3 separate regions of the Mus musculus genome follow, and regions 2 and 3 are each linked to region 1. The links are chromatin contacts, called in public HiChIP or PLAC-seq and promoter capture Hi-C maps. All regions are on one chromosome and are shown on one strand. Each heading gives the region's core, a stretch centred on a gene start, on an enhancer-like site or on the middle of the called end of the contact. The rest is flanking DNA. Distances are from core to core; before and after follow the strand shown.

Evidence for each region. HiChIP or PLAC-seq counts read pairs in DNA pulled down with a chosen protein or histone mark. Capture Hi-C pulls out chosen DNA fragments and counts their contacts.
Region 2: a contact with region 1 is called in a promoter capture Hi-C map of pancreatic islet. The contact joins two enhancer-like sites. A contact is called at or near these places in 2 of 115 datasets of contacts at active chromatin or transcription factors (bone marrow-derived macrophages and embryonic stem cells) and 4 of 9 other capture datasets (adipose tissue, embryonic stem cells, liver and 1 more).
Region 3: a contact with region 1 is called in an H3K4me3 HiChIP or PLAC-seq map of the SCID.adh cell line, with 14 read pairs. The contact joins two enhancer-like sites. A contact is called at or near these places in 16 of 39 promoter capture datasets (the 3T3-L1 cell line, 3T3-L1-derived adipocytes, the C10 cell line and 11 more), 1 of 15 datasets of contacts at CTCF or cohesin (the NIH/3T3 cell line), 38 of 484 Hi-C or Micro-C datasets (the 3T3-L1 cell line, 3T3-L1-derived adipocytes, the C2C12 cell line and 28 more), 5 of 115 datasets of contacts at active chromatin or transcription factors (the HPC-7 cell line, the SCID.adh cell line, embryonic stem cells and 1 more) and 3 of 9 other capture datasets (adipose tissue, embryonic stem cells and pancreatic islet).

What each region holds. Positions count from the first base shown.
Region 1 is chr3:152,476,814-152,479,420 of GRCm38.p6, forward strand. It overlaps Ak5 (adenylate kinase 5), which reads right to left. Exons shown (of 14, transcript NM_001081277.2): 12 at 1,528-1,644. Among named protein-coding and RNA genes, the nearest start is that of 3110067G11Rik, 11 kb to the right of the region's middle. Within about 2 kb of position 1,293, at least 298 of the 459 cell types and tissues checked have an H3K27ac peak or open chromatin away from gene starts, as enhancers often do. A contact at or near this core is called in the G1E-ER4 cell line, the SCID.adh cell line and pancreatic islet, where this site is marked.
Region 2 is chr3:152,373,479-152,376,085 of GRCm38.p6, forward strand. Usp33 (ubiquitin specific peptidase 33) reads left to right here. Exons shown (of 24, transcript NM_133247.3): 12 at 1-20; 13 at 1,142-1,311; 14 at 1,413-1,507. Among named protein-coding and RNA genes, the nearest start is that of Zzz3, 21 kb to the right of the region's middle. Within about 2 kb of position 1,308, at least 2 of the 459 cell types and tissues checked have an H3K27ac peak or open chromatin away from gene starts, as enhancers often do. A contact at or near this core is called in pancreatic islet, where this site is marked.
Region 3 is chr3:152,409,696-152,412,302 of GRCm38.p6, forward strand. All of the region lies in intron 1 of Zzz3 (zinc finger, ZZ domain containing 3), which reads left to right. Among named protein-coding and RNA genes, the nearest start is that of Zzz3, 15 kb to the left of the region's middle. Within about 2 kb of position 1,321, at least 12 of the 459 cell types and tissues checked have an H3K27ac peak or open chromatin away from gene starts, as enhancers often do. A contact at or near this core is called in the G1E-ER4 cell line and the SCID.adh cell line, where this site is marked.

The DNA.
Region 1 (2,607 bases), core at 43-2,542:
TTGTTTGCACTTATACACAGATCTGTCACAAGGCTTCCCCCCTCCCCCCCATCTACCTTCTTGCACGTCCATCTTTGCTGACTGGATCATGAAGCGTTTTTTTTTTTTTTTTTGACTAATTAAGAAATATATATATTTTTAATTTTATGTAGCATGTGTATGTGTGTGCCTGTTTGCTTATATGATGAGCACCATGTACGTGTGCCTGGTGCCCACAGAGTCCAGAGGGGGAGTTGGGTACCTGGTATCTAGAGTTCCTGGAAGTTGTGAGGCACCCTGTGGGTTCTGGGAACCAAATTCAGGTCCTCTTTGAAAGCAGCTATTGTTCTTAACCACTGAGCCATCTCTCTAGACCCCTTGGCTCTAGTTAAAGTGGGGGCTAGGCAACGGAGGAACTCCTGAGGGGAGCTTGATGAAGCAAACTCAAGGGTAGATGAAACCCAAGGTTTTATCGCCTTCATCCCTGTGGCCTTGCTAGAAGGTGATGGAACTGGGTGACCCCAAAAGCTGTGTGGTTGGGGCGAGGGTACAGCAAACTTCTGCAAGCGCCTATATTAGGTATCCTGCACAGAGAGGTGCAACCGTGCACTTGCTTGGCCCTCCAAACCCCAGGAATGGCATTCCTCTTACTCTATTCACTGAAAAGGTCACTCCACTTTTTAAAAACATCAACTCAAAGAATTCAGATGAAAATACTGCAGAATAAAACAGTAGCCACGCACACCTGACTTTCTTGGAGGTTTGGTGTCAGTCTTAGTGTAACAAATATGGTCACTTGCCTAGACTTGGAGAGTTGCAGGCAAGGTATACAGTATGTACCATAGGGCCTGGCCCAAGCAGGTCACCGTCTGGCAGCTGCAGTAGTGGGTAGTTACTGGTTCTTGTGACAGCTGGTAGCCCTGAGCCACTAAGGAGGGCACAAAGTCGGGGATGGCACAGTGTTATGGAGGGTGGCAAGCATTCTGGATCCTGTCCTCGCAGCATCTCTCCCCTCTTCTGTGCCTATGTAACTCTATTCCCTGCCCAGGGGCCACTGCCCTTCTCTCTCAGGCTGTGTGGCTCTGGTGGTGTGCCGCCTGCCCCCTACTGGCTCCTGTAGGCTGGGTCTATTAGCAGAGTCCTTGTTAAAGTGAAGGAAGCAGCAGTGGGTCTTTTGTGGGGCACTCTGCCACCCCAAGGCAGACTTAGTTTTCTGCGAGGTCATTGAAATGAGAGGAGAGAAGCCTGGAGCAGGAAGAGAAATGAGCAACACAGAGAGGAACAGGCAGAGGTGGAGAGAACCAAAGAGGCACCGGCGGCTCCGCTCCCCACACCCGGCCGAGCCCGACTGCTGCTGCTTCCTCGCTAGACCGGTCATTCCTGCCCTAGTTTTGTATTTCGTCTTCGGAAAAAAAAAGAGTTTACGTTTCCGCTTTTGGTAACGCCAAGATCTGGACAGTGTTACTGGGTAAGAGGCGGCTTTGCGTGTACCCCCTAAGCTGAGTGCTGTCCTTGTGCCCCGATTGGGCACTGCTAACATCAGCTCACCCTTCGTCCAAACTCTTCCCCTTGCTTCACTTCCCGGGGGTAGCCGTCAATCAGGAAGCCCTTGGTGTTGCCCAGGCTGGCCACCATGGCCTCCTTCAGCAGCTCCAGAACGACACCCTACAGCAGAGAGAGTGGTCAGTATGGGGCCTAGCGGCACCCCCAAATCACAATAAATGTGACTCCTCAGACATTCTTCTGGGAGGGGAGGATGTGGCAAGATTAATAGCAGATCTCTTGGACTAACCTGCCTCCCCCCGCCCCCCCATGTCTGCAGTGAGTCTTTCAGTCTTTCAGGTCTTTCAGTCAGTACTGGGTTCCACCGGGAGGGTTTTCCTTTCTGGTCTGTCCTTTCTGCTGTTATCTCACTAGAAAGACTTCAGCATCTTACACCCCATGAGACATGTTCCACGTGTCTTGTTCCACACAGTAGCAGCTGATGGACCAGGCATCGTGGCAGGTTAGGAGCAAATGAAACGCTGCTGGCGGCGTTCTCCCAGTAAACATTATGCAAAACTTGACATGTGCTAACTTGAGAAAACTTTTAGACCAGAGAACTATTTTCTACCAACACGATTTTGCCTTTAAAAAGATTGATTAAACAAGTGTGCAAGGTAAGGAAAGAACAGTGCAGTGTGGGGAGGGGCCTTGGGAGGAGTGTGAGGAAAAGAGACCTCCTTCCCTAGGGGAGGGGCCTGTGGGCGGGGTGGGAGGAGACCTCCTTCTCTAGGGGAGGGGCCTGTGGGCGGGGTGGGAGGAGACCTCCTTCTCTAGGGGAGGGGCCTGTGGGCGGGGTGGGAGGAGACCTCCTTCTCTAGGGGAGGGGCCTGTGGGCGGGGTGGGAGGAGACCTCCTTCCCTAGGGGTGGGGCCTGTGGGCGGGGTGGGAGGAGACCTCCTTCTCTAGTGTTTGGCAGGAGCCTGGGGAACGCAGAAGTCGCAGGCATGGCCAGAACCCTTCCTTAAAGAATTGTGAATTAACTCTCCATCTAATTCACAGTCTAATGAGGAAGGCAGACAATGATAAACGAATATACTCTAGCTAAGGATAGCAGGCACGGCAGAGCAGGACAAAGGGCCAGAG
Region 2 (2,607 bases), core at 58-2,557, 100 kb before region 1:
AGTGTCTGACGTGCGATAGGGTGAGTATGGGGTGCCACAGCACAGGACGCTTCTGTCAGATGTTATTTTTAAAAACCTGGAGATAGGAAGAATTAAATAGCTTATTGCTATTGTGGACCACGCATGCATTTCTTGTGTGTCAGTTATACATCAAGTTTCCATGTAGAGTAAAAGTGCCACCCACATCCTTTGTGAAGGACCATGGGCTCTTTGTCTGTTTTGGTTACATGTAAAGATGAGAAGTTGCTTGGCAACAAGAAATTGTTAACAGTGCTTATTCTCCCAAGGCTGATGAAATTAGGTATGCCCAGAAACTCTTGTGATCACAAGCAAAAGGCAGATAGTGTTTTCTTCTATTTGCCTCTGCAGGTAGCTTGTAAATGATAGATGCTCCAATAATAATGCCAAATTCATAAATAAGGTCTTATCTCAAAACATAAATTATCATGAGGATTTGACTAACACCCAATCCTTCAGGATTTCTTAATTTTTTTTGAGAACTAATGTCTCAGAAATGAGAGAGATCAACTTTCAATTATTGTATTATAATGTTAAGTCAAATGTTAAGGACAGTTAAGGACTGCATGTGTCTGTCATGTAGGATTCTGTTAGTGAGGGTATTGTCATCATCTTAGTGTGGCGTTTACTCCATGGTTGCTGAAACAGAGTATTTCCCATGATGCATCCCTGTTGTGAAGTGCTGGTTGATGTCAGATTTGGTTTTCTCTTCACCCCTCTTAAACAGCCTGCACTTTCATGTACTTTACTTTGGAGGCTAAGGGGAGAGAATGCCTTGAGAACAGCTTGGATGATATAGCATATAATAAGGTCCAGTCCCTGCCAGCACCCCCCAAAAAGAGTGTGAATGTCAGTCTCTGGGGCCAGGAGCTGGATCCGTTGTGCTGCTTACCACTGTAACATCTCTGAGCTGCAGGAGTACTAATGGTTTGTAGGAAGATTATATTTGAAATAGTACCTGGTACAAAGTGAACGAGGCTCATTTCTATTTGTAGTATTCTAAAACCTGTTCGTTGTTTATATTTGCTTATTATAATAATTTGCTTTCATCTTTGGAAGAAATCTAACCCTGTAAATAACTGTACTGGATTCTTTCCATCCTGTTAAAACCAAACACCTGCAGGTGTCTATAACCCTCGAGACCTTTCAGGATCTGTCCTTGCCGATTCCTGGCAAGGAGGACCTGGCTAAGCTGCACTCCTCCAGTCACCCAACTATAGTCAAAGCAGGGTCATGTGGTGAAGCGTACGCCCCGCAGGGGTGGATAGCTTTCTTCATGGAGTATGTGAAGAGGTGCGTGTTTACTTTCTCTGCTTGGTTTCATTGATGTTGATGCTGCTGCTTCTGCTGTACTAGCAGAACACTGCCTTTTTCTTCTGTCAATGATGTTTCAGGTTTGTTGTCTCATGTGTCCCTAGCTGGTTTTGGGGTCCAGTAGTTACCTTGCAAGATTGTCTTGCTGCCTTCTTCGCCAGAGATGAACTTAAAGGTAAGGAGCTTTGCTGGCTTTTGTAGGTGGGTCTGGCGCTCCATGTTTGGTCAGTGAGACAGTGCTGTGTGATACGTCACGGTGGAGGCATCTTCAGTGGCAGCTGAAATAGCATTAGGAAAGTCCTGCCCTGAAGGGATTTATACAGATTTCTGTAATACAAAATGACACACCGTGAAGTTCTGTGATTCTGAGGACGTAGAACTCAAGGAAGATAAGGAATGTAAAATGTGTCCTGAATTGTCTTTACATCTGCACCATCATTAAAGGTCCTGTGCAGATGTTCTTGGCTACTTTGTGGGTTCTTTTTTATTCTACCATTTTTTATCCTTTCAAGCCCCTAACACTAGAGAAGAGAGACAAGAGTAGAGAGGAAAGAGACCCCTGAATAAGGTCAGGGCCACAAAGGGGCCATGTTGTTGTTAGACTACTTCCTGCTATTTAGGGGTGTTACTTGGGACAGCTGTGATCTTTGGAGTCAGGACATCTAATTTCTTTTTTCTTGTTTCTTTTTTGTGCATGGCCAACAGTAATGAACAACCAAACAACAACCTACCAATGTAACTCCCACCTCTAGGGGCCTAGCATTAAATACCCTCTGAAAAGTCTCCAGAATTCCAAACGTTACCCACTTGCAGAAACATCTGCAGCTGGCAAAATCATGCCCCCTCCAGAGCATGAGGCAAATTATAGTCAACTGCTATGGACAATCTGAAACAGCCCCATGCCCCACACCTGGGATTAACATGAAAACATATTTTTGTTTTTGTTTTTGTTTTTTGTTTTTTTTTTTTTTGTTTTTGTTTTTGGAGACAGGGTTTCTCTGTATAGTCCTGGCTGTCCTGGAACTCACTCTGTAGACCAGGCTGGCCTGGAACTCAGAAAGCTGCCTGCCTCTGCCTCCCGAGTGCTGGGATTAAAGGCGTGCGCCACCACACCCGGCTGAAAACATATTTTTATAATATCTATTTTTTTAAAAGGAAATCACAGTTCCAAAATTGACACTAGAGTCATCCACTTTTCTCATGTGCCCACACCATGCTTGGCATGTGGCAGGTATAGTAAATTCTGTTCAGGGAATAAATGGAGAGACTTGTTTT
Region 3 (2,607 bases), core at 71-2,570, 67 kb before region 1:
GCCAGAGCCATGGGATATATACTGAAGAAAGCTGCTAACAGGGAGTGGAACCAGCCCAGGAGAAAGCATTTTGTTGCAGTCAACAAAGATGAAAAAGGAGTGGAGATCTGAAGACCACTTTGACGTCAGCCATGGAGATGCAGAGTTTGGAGTTTGCCAGCTGGTTTCCTGTCTTTCTTTGGGGATAACAGTTCAATGATTGGATGTATCTCAGAAGAGACCTTGAATTTTGGACTCAGAAGAGACCTTGAATTTTGGACTTTTAACATTGTTGAGTCTGCTTTAGGCTATGAGGACTTTGAAAGTTGGACTAAATGCATTTTTGCATTATGCTATGTTTAAGTATGGCCCCCATAGACTCATGTGTTTGGACAAGTCTATGGGGACCAGGGAGTGATGGTTTATATATTCTTGGACCAGGAAGTGGCACCATTTGGAGTTGTGGCCTTGTTGGAGTAGGTGTGACCTAGTTGGAGTAGTTGTGTCACTGTGGGTGTGGGCTTAATACTCTCATCCTAGTTGCCTGGAAGTTAGTCTTCCACTAGCAGCCTTTGGATGAAGACATAGAACTCTCAGCTCCTCCTGCGCCATGCCTGCCTGGATACTGCCATGCTCCCACCTTGATGATAATGGGCTGAACCTCTAAACCTGTAAGCCAGCCCCAATTAAATGTTGTTTTTTTTTTTTTTAATAAGACTTGCCTTGGTCATGGTGTCTGTTCACAGCAGTAAAACCCTAAATAAGACACCAACCATATTCCAAAATTTTTGAAAATAGAAGTTATCATGGTTTCAGTAACTAGCCAGAAGTCAACCTCTTATCCCAGTTTGCTGCACATAATACTGGGTGGGAATTTAATTAATTTAATGGGCTTCTAAGCAGCTCAATTAAATTTCACTAAGCCCATTTTCTAAGTTGTCTGTCCACCTGTCTATAACAGTGACAAGCTTTCCTGGGCTCACGTTTCTGCTTTAATACCAACTGGCACTGAGACATTACACAAAGGACTTGAGCTTTCTTATCACTAAATGAAAATTCTCTGAGAGAGGATATGGAAGGCAGTGTGTGCACTGCATGAGATGATTCATGTTCTTAGGAAGTGCGGGGTACGCGTTTTCCCTTTTTAAAAACCATTTCAATTGTATGTGCAGCTACACATGTGCAAGTGTGCAAATACCACCTGTGCCATGGTACATGTTCTTTCTTTTCACCATTTATGTCCCAAGAATCAAACTCAGGGTATCAGGCTTGATGGCAGGCGCCTTTACTCACTGAGCCACCTCCCCAGTGTTTACTCATTTGTGAGACAGTGTCTCTCTCACACTATACATTAGACTAGGCTGCCCTCAAACTCTTAGCAAATCCTCCCTCAGCTCCAGGAATGCTAGGATGACAGACATCTCCCAGTTCCCATCATACGGTGTTAGGCTGCTGCAGTTCACGTGTTGATTGGTACAGGGGTAGTCAAGTGATTCGAGGGAGACCCTAATTTTTCTTTCCTAGAGCTTTCTAGGAGGAATCTGAGGAGGAGGTACCATGGCGTGACCTTAGAGAAGGCAGCCTTGTAGTAAGGGAGGAAACTAACCCTTAGAAAGCTTGCTGGAGAAAGTGATATGGATGTGATTGAAGGCTAGGGGCCGGGGCGGGGCAAGCCTGTGGGTTTGCTTACCTGGTGTCCGAGAGACTGAACTCAGACTGAAGTCTCCAGCCCCACAACATAAAAGTTAACTCTTAGGTTACATGCTCTCTGATCTTGAACTATGTCAAGTTAACTCAGTGTGACTCAGCAGAAAACTAGGAATTCTCATAGTAATTGTGATGTATATTAACTGAGATCTAGCATACATATATATAATAATTATTTAAAATTTTTTGTGAGAGTGTGGTGGGTGAGACAGTTTGTGAGTGGAAGTCACAGCACAACTAGTTTTCCTCCTGCCAGTAGGTGGGATGCAGGCAAGCATCTTTTTCTGTTGAGGCATCTCAACTGGCAGGAAACAGTAATATTTGGTATTATGAAATAGAAAAAAGTAGAATGAGATTTCTTAGAGTAAGGTATTTTATGTAGAGAAAACTACAGAAATAACCCATGCAGGATAAATTGGAGTGAGAAATATTAAAGGCCTGGAGAGCTGAGGATAGTTTGTTTGAGGTTGGAGGCGTTGGCTGGTAAACTGGCAGTGGTGAGTTGCAGAGGTTACATAGGACCCTTGGAACAGGCTTTGCCTCAGCCCCCAAGAGCTCAAGAGTGCTGATTATCTAATACACAGGATTTACCATTGCGGAGAAGAGATCTGAAGCCGTTGTACCAGTCTAGGCTCATATGAATGTTGGTAGAAACAGCCATAAATCCTTTTGATAAAATTAAAAGAATGTGAAAGACCCTTCACATTCTCACTAAAGGTCTAAGTGTGTTTAGATATAGACCCTCCCCCAGGAACCTGAAGGCACTTGAGAAATACAAAAAAATGATGGTGACAAAGTCATTGATAGCCTGAAGGCTTATCTCAGGAGAACCGACCTTTGAAGGAAAGGAAACTTGATTGCTTTCTTCCGAAGCTGGGCATGCTCCATGGTGGAACATGCCTGTAACCTTCCGGTTCTGGA